Regions from separate parts of the Sus scrofa genome. Here region 1 is linked to region 2. Evidence: chromatin contacts called from public HiChIP or PLAC-seq data. All regions are on one chromosome and are shown on one strand. Each heading gives the region's core, a stretch centred on a gene start, on an enhancer-like site or on the middle of the called end of the contact. The rest is flanking DNA. Distances are from core to core; before and after follow the strand shown. Region 1 overlaps KSR1 (kinase suppressor of Ras 1). Region 2 holds the start of KSR1 (kinase suppressor of Ras 1).

Region 1 (3,852 bases), core at 703-3,202, 200 kb after region 2:
TCAAGGGTCTGGTTGGTCAGACCTTGGGCAGCTCATTTCGCAAACTAGGGCCTGGTTTTCTCCACAGAAGAGAAGCCTGTGGAGTTCCCGTCGTGGCTCAACAGTAACGAATCTGACTAGCATCCATGAGGACGCGGGTTTGATCCCTGGCCTTGCTTAGTGGGTTAAGGATCCAGCGTTGCTGTGAGCTGTGGTGTAGATCCCAGAAGCGGCTCGGATCCCGAGTTGCTATGGCTGTGGTGTAGGCCAGCGGCTACAGCTCCACTTGGACCCCTAGCCTGAGAACCTCCATATGCTACGGGCACGGCCCTAGAAAGACAGAAAGGCAAAAAAAGAAAAGAGAAGCCTGCGCTGGGGGGTTGCTGGCATTCAGGAGATGATTCCGGATTCCCTAAAGGCCATAGAGCTCCACCGTCTCCTTTCTGAGCCACAAGTGGGGGTTGGTTCCTGCCCCAAGTGATCAGTTTTAGCCCGTTCAAGCTCATCTGAATGTCTGTGTCAAAGCTTTCTGTTCATGATTTTTACTTCTACACACTCAAGCCTCTAATTCTCATTTTCTCTTTTCTTTTCCATCTATCTTGTTGCCTTTTTTTTGGGGGGGGGTGGCGGATGCTCTGGCCTGTCCTGTCATCTCCCCCTCTCCCCACCATCCCGACTCCTGCGGCCCCTCCTCCACCGCCTCTCCATCACCTGCTGGACCACGATCCTTCCACGCCTGGCGAAATGGTTTCCGGGCGCTCCCAGGCGCTGGCGGAGCCGCTACTACGGGAAAGGACGTTTCGGTCACCTTGACTTTAAGAACAACTGTACCGTCCTGGAGGAATAGTGTGTCTTCTGCTGTTTCCCTGATTCTCTGCCCTTTGCATCTCCTGCTTCCTGTTCTGTGTCTGCACCCAGCTTCCCCATCTTGGCCTGTTGTATTCCCGCACACCAAAGTGATATTCCGGCAGCTCGTGTGGCCACCAGCAAGGGCCCTGCAGGCTCGTGTTTCTCTCATGCTGAGAGCAGCCCCATGGCATGTGGCTGGACTCTGTCCACACACAGTGGGTCTTCGGGTGGGAGAGAGCTCAGATCACAGTCTCAGTGCCCAGGGTCCCCTCTGGCTAGAACTTAAAAAGAATGCAGGACTTCCAGTAGTGGCTCAGTGGGTTAAAAATCCAACATAGTGTTCGTGAGGATGTGGGTTCGATCCCTGGCTTTGCTCAGTGGGTTAAGGACCCGGCTTTGCCACAAGCTGCCTCCTAGGTTGCAGTTGCTGCTCAGACCTTGTGTGGCCGTGGTGTAGGCCAGCAGCTGCAGCTCCAATTCGACCCCTAGCCTGGGAATCTCCATATGCCACAGGTGCAGCCCTAAAAAAGAAAAAAAGAGAATGCAGGAAGCAGAAATAGTAAACTCCAAAATGATTTTGGGAGTTTCCCGGTGGCTCCATGGGTTAAGAATCCAGTGTTGTCACTGCTGTGGCTCCAGTCCCTGCTATGGTTGGTGTGGGTTTGATCCCTGGCCTGGGAACCCCTGCATGCCTCAGGAGCAGGGAAGAAAAAAAAAAAAAAAAACCCACAAAATGTTGATTTTGAAAGTCAGGGGCTGAGGAGCAGTGGGCCTGCTGGTCAACCCCTGCACGGAATTGTGTGGCCTGTCCCAGGGGAGAGCTTGGGAACGACTCTTTGTGCCGGGCTCCCATCCAAGCGCCTGGAATGGAGTGGGGATGTCCTCTTCTCTGACTGCAGGGAAAGAGGGTCCCCTGTCCCCCCGGCCTGACCAGGCCTCTGCCGCTGCCCCTGCCCCTCCCCTGGGGCACAGGTTCTGACATGGCTCTCCCTCTTCTCTTTCCTCCCTTAGGTTGTAGGCCTGGCTGCCTTGCATGTGCCGGGGCTTCCTTCCTCCTAATCCACGCTCAGCGCCTCGACTCCTACGCAACAGCGATGCGCACTAACCCAGGGGATGCGGTCACTGCCACTCCGGCCTTCTCTGCTACGACTTCTCCTTTTGCTTTGTTAAAACGGGCCCTCTCCCTGCTCCGAGGCCTGTGTGCGCCTGAGTAACTGCTCTTCACGGAGGGCCCCCCTAACAGTGCCCCCAGAACCGCCTCCCTGGACGTGACTTCATCTCTCTAGCGCTTCATCTGTGGGGTGGTCCTGTCTCCTTACTAACAGCTCAGTGAGAGAAGCCCCGCCCCCCAGCACACCGGCCCCCACCGGGTGTCCGCGGTCCAGGGGCTGGGGTGTTGCTTGGCTCTTAACCCGTGGGGATCTTGTCCAACAAGGAGTGGAATGATTTCAGAGCTGCCCAGGCGGTCCCCTCAGGAGGACTGAGGGCAGGGACCCCACAAGTTCTGTTGCCATGAAAGATACCAGCTTAGGGGAGTTCCCATCGTGGCACAGCGGAAATGAATCTGACTAGGAACTATGAGGTTGCTGGTTCAATCCCTGGCCTCACTCAGTGGGTTAAGGATCCGTGAGCTCTGGTGTGGGTTAGAGCAACAGCTCCAATTAGATCCCTAGCCTGGGAACCTCCACATGCTGCAGGCGTGGCCCTAAAAAAGGACAAAAGCCAAAAAAAAAAGGTACCAGCTCGGAAGGGCTGGGTCCTGGGCTGCATGCTGGGGAGAGCTGTCCTGAAGCAGAGGGGTGAGGTCTGTCTCCAGGTAACTTCACTCCTGGAAACAAAGCTTCCGCCCCCTCCCCCTGCGGTCTGACTCCCCTTCCACCTGCCCAGTGTGGACGGAAAGTACCAGACCCCGAGCCAGCATTCAGCTGGAGTAGGGCTGACAGGTCATCCAGTGCTCAGCAAATGCAGATTCTTGGGCCCTCCCAAGCCCTGAAATTGAATCTCTGGAGGTAGACGCTGAGAGCCCTCATTTCAAGCTGCTTCCCAGATGGCCCTGATGCCACCCAGCATTTGAGGACCATTTCGAGAAGGAGCAAGTGATGTCACTCTCAGTGCTGGGGGTCGGGTTTCCTTTCCCTCCCACTTCCATCCAGAGCCAGAGTTCTCCCGGGCTGCGGTGGGCAAGCAGTTCAGATGCCCCCAGCAGTTACTGGGTGGTGGGGTGCTGGGGGTCCCGAGACGAACAGGCCCCTACCCTCCAGGAGGGCGTGTAGCCAAGGCTTAGCCCCCCAGCCAGATGTGACCAGGGGCAGCTCTCTCAAGGCCATTGGCTATATCATCATTCCCACTTCTTGGCGGGGCTAGGTCCTCTGCTGAGCTTTTGAAACTGGTCCACTCGTTGTCAGCTAATGTCACCCAAATTCTGATCAAGACCAGTGGGGCTATAACTCTTGTTTCTGTTCCTCTTTGCAGCATTAACAGCAGCAAAGTTGTACCCCGGTTTGAAAGATTTGGCTTGGGCGTCCTGGAGTCCAGTAACCCAAAGATGTAGCCGGCTGTGCAGTTTTTCTGCTGATGTATTTCTTTCTTAAATGTGTTTCTGAAACATCCAAATGACCACCGCGACAAAAAAACAACAACACTCTTTGAAATGCCAGCCATCCTCCTGAGCGCTGCAAACCAGGAACTCGTGTCCTCCGTTTACGCTGTTCCTCCGCAAAAACACTTGGAGCCCCGAGATGGAGCTGCACCTGCTCTTTCTTAAAATGACACCACCACCAACAAGAGGCAAATGTTTACATGGGTGTTTCCGCAGAGTTGGACAGGATGTTGTACAATAATACAAGTGGCCCGCATAGAGGTCGCTGGCACCCTCAGCCGGGATGGCAGAAGTAACTGCCCCTCTGGAGGACCCCGTAGGCCGTGAGGCACCCTCTCTGGGCCAGAGGAAGAAAAGCATCGTGACTGTGGCTGTTCTCCGGGTAGGACGGGAGGCACAAGGTTTGACCCAGCCTCTGTGTTGGT
Region 2 (3,636 bases), core at 305-2,804:
AGCATGTGAAAGTTCCCAGGCCAGGGATCAAATCCAAACTGCAGCTGTGACCTATGCCACAGCTGCTGCAAGGCTGGATCCGCCACAGTGGGAACTGCAGAATTTCCTTCCTTTTTAAGTCTAAATAATATTCCATTGTATTTATACTCCACATTTTGTTATCCTTTCAGTCAATCGATACTTGGATTTCTTCTGCCTTTTAGCTGCTGTGAATAAAGCTGCTATGAACATGGGAGTACAAATATCTCTTCAAGTATCTGCTTTCAATTCTTTCTGGTATATATGCAGAAATAGAATCACTGGATCATATTCCTCATTTTGAGCAACCACCATATACTGTTTTTGACAGCAGCCACACCATTTTGCGTCCCCGCCAACAGTGCACAAGTGTTCCAGTTTCTCCACATCCTTTTCAACACTTCAGATGACTTGGTGTTCCATAATAGCTATCCTAATGGGTGAAGTGGTATCTCATTGCGGTTTTGATTTGCATTTCTTTAAAGATTAGCGATATCGGGTATGTTTTCTTGGGCTTATGGGCCATTCCTGGATCTTCTTTGGAGAAATGTCTATTCAAATCCTTTGCCCGTTTAAAAATCCTGTGGCGTGTTTTTTGGTTGTTGGTTCATAGGAGTTCTTTATATATTCTGGATAGCGACCCCTTATCGTGTAGAGTTTGCAAGTATTTTCTCCTGACCTGTGGGCGGCCTCTTCACTCTGTTATTTGTGCCCTTTGATGTACATCATGGAGGAGATTTTTAAGTGTTGGTAGAAGTCAGCCAGTTTGGGCAGCAGTGAAATGAGGGGAAGGTATTTCCATCAAAGGAAACAGCCAGTGTAAACACACAGAAGAAAGAAATAGCAAAGAGCAAGTAGTTGAGTCTTGCTAGAGCATGTGTGCAGGAGGTAGGAAGTGGAGAGAGGTGAGGCTGGACACACAGAACAATAGGCCAGCTAAGTGGCTTGGGTCGTGGTCCCAGGACTCCTGCCTCAGCATCAGCTACTAGGAGTTTGTTAAAAATGCACTGCTGTTGCCCCAGCCCTGACCTACTCTGGTGGGGGGCCTGGAGATCTGGGTTTTAACCAGCCCATGGGATTATTCTGATCTTCCGTCAAGTTTGAGCACTATTCCAGGGACAATGGGGAGCCACTAGGGGGCCGGGCTAGGCCGATGGAAAGATGACCTGCCGGTTCTTCAGGTTGGGGCGCCCCCATATGGCTTTACCCCATCGTCCTCCAGCCACCCCACCCGGCTGCCTCCAACTGCCCTCCCGCCCCCAGCTATCCCCCCCGGAGTGTGAGGCTTTCTGCTGGGTTGGGGTCAGGGGTCACGGAGGGGGCCCGCGCTGCTGCAGCCAGGCCCACATTCCTCTCACTTCCCGCCATTGTCCCGGGTTCCTGTGGCCGCGACTCCTCACTGGCCCGGCCGCCCTAAGGCCCCCGGGGGGTGATGACTCATTTCCTTTCTCCCGAGTGACATAATCCAGTGCCCAGCTCAGCAGACCTGGATCTCGGGCCGCTGGGAGCTTCCCGGCCGGCAGGGGGCGGCCGAGCCCGCCTTCCCCGGACGCGCGAGCAGAGCCGGAGCCCGCTTCCCTGGCCGCCCTCCACCCCCACCCCCGGGACCCCCTTCCCTGGCTGATGAGGAGCAGGGGAAGCAGAACAAGACCTCTGACCTTGCTCTTGCCTACCCTCTGCCCGAAATCAGACCCCGAACGGTCACAGATGGGGAAATCCGGACCTGGGAGAGGGGTGTGTTTTGACAAGGCAGAGCAGCCCATCCTGAGAGGCGCGGGACTGGAACTCAGCACTCTGGGCCCCCCAGGCCCGTGATTTTCCCTGCAGACACGCAGGTATTAATTTTTCCCTCCTCGCTGCCAACCTGCTCCCCCGTGATGTTTCCAGTACAAGGTTTGCAGACAATAATATTTCCCAGATTCGGATCATTTCTGGGCCCTGAAACAGTGTCACCCCCTGGAAGCTACAGAAGCTGAGGGCTCCACTTGCTTCCCAGGTGGAGCCTGAAGTTACTGGGTGGTGACCCAGCCCCAGCGTGGACTGAGCACCCAGCTGACTGGCTTTGCAAGGAGGTGTCCCTCTGCGCCCAGTGCCGGCCCCTCTGGATGGGTGCCTCTCTCCTCTGCTTTCCCTCCAGGCTCCCAGGAGGCAGGGAGACTCATTCCAGTAAAATACCTCCCCTTCCCCCCACGGCTGACGTGGCGAAAGGACGCAGGAAATGATGGTCATTATTATTACCAGGTAAGGTACCTTATCTTGTTGCCTCAATTTCCTCACCTGTAAACTGGGTGTATAATAACGTACAGAGTTATTGTGAGGATTAAATGAGTTCGGACTCAGAAGATGCTTATAGCAGAGCTTGGCGTCTGATAAGCACTAGAGACTCTTCCAGAATTTGGGCTCCATGAAGGCAGAGATTCTGTCTGTTGTCTTTCTTTGGGCACTGCTGTATCTCTAACATCTAGAAAACTGTCTGGTGAAAACTAGGAACCCAGGAAATACTTGTTGAATGAATTGAATGAATGAATGAATGAGTGAATTTTAGCCATTACTATTGCCTAGGCTGATTTTACTCTAGGATCTAGGCCTGTCAGAGCAGGCCTGAAGGATTAAAGGGGAAGATTTTTTTCTTTTTTGTAATTTATTTTATTGAGATATAGTTTATTTACGATGCTGTATTCATTTTTGCTGTACAGCAAAGTGATCGAGTTATATGTGTATATATTCTTTTTCACGTTCTTTTCCATTATGGTTTATCACAGGATATTCAGTGTAGTTCTCTGTGCTGTGTAGTAGGGCGTTGTCATTTATCCATTCTATATATAATAGTTCGCATCTGCTAGTCCCAACTTCCCAATTTCCCCCTCTCTACCCCTCCTTCCCCTCGGCAACCACAAATCTGTTCTCTATGTCTGTGAGTCTGTTTCTGTTTCGTGGATAAGTTCATTTGTGTCATTTTTGTGTGTGTATCATATTTTAGATTCTGTAGGGATTCCGGTTGTGGCATAATGGGTTAAGGATCTGGTATAGGTGTGATATAGGTCACAGCTGTGACTCTGATTCCATCTCTAGCCGAGGAATCCCATATACTGTGGGTACAATGGAAAAAAAAGATTCCAATATAATCGATATCGTATGGCATTTGTCTTTTTCTGACTTAGTACGAGACTCTCGAGGTCCATCCACGTTGCTGCAAATAGCATTATTTCATTCTTTTTAATGGCTGGTAGTATTCCATTGTATATACACACCACATCGTCATATCTCTTCCTCTGTTGATGGACATTTAGGTTGTTTCCATATCTTGGCTGCTGTAAACGATGCTGCTGTGTACATAGGGGTGCATGAATCTTTTTGAATTATAGTTTTATCTGGATATATGTCCAGGAGTAGGATGCTGGATCATATGGTGACGCTATTTTTAGTTTTTTAAGGAATCTTCATACTGTTTTCTGTAGTAGCTGCACCAGTTGTCATTCTGGAGGGGAATATTCGTGAGGGTCTCTTTGCACTAGGGCTTCTTGGGAAGAAGTCGTCCTAAGAAAAGACTTTTGAAGAACCTAAGTTCAAGGGTAGGGCAAGGGGAAAAGGTGATATGGGGGATTGGAATCCCAGGAG

What was found. HiChIP or PLAC-seq counts read pairs in DNA pulled down with a chosen protein or histone mark.
Region 1: an H3K27ac HiChIP or PLAC-seq map of alveolar macrophages shows a contact between it and region 2. The contact joins the enhancer-like site here to the promoter of KSR1 in region 2. A contact is called at or near these places in 6 of 47 Hi-C or Micro-C datasets (heart right ventricle, liver, skeletal muscle and 1 more) and 2 of 2 datasets of contacts at active chromatin or transcription factors (alveolar macrophages and skeletal muscle).

The regions. Positions count from the first base shown.
Region 1 is chr12:44,129,414-44,133,265 of Sscrofa11.1, forward strand. KSR1 (kinase suppressor of Ras 1) reads left to right here. Exons shown (of 19, transcript XM_021067472.1): 19 at 1,840-3,852. The coding sequence ends at 1,846. Among named protein-coding and RNA genes, the nearest start is that of LGALS9, 24 kb to the right of the region's middle. Within about 2 kb of position 1,953, at least 4 of the 83 cell types and tissues checked have an H3K27ac peak or open chromatin away from gene starts, as enhancers often do. A contact at or near this core is called in alveolar macrophages, where this site is marked.
Region 2 is chr12:43,925,668-43,929,303 of Sscrofa11.1, forward strand. It overlaps KSR1 (kinase suppressor of Ras 1), which reads left to right and starts at 1,555. Exons shown (of 19, transcript XM_021067472.1): 1 at 1,555-2,259.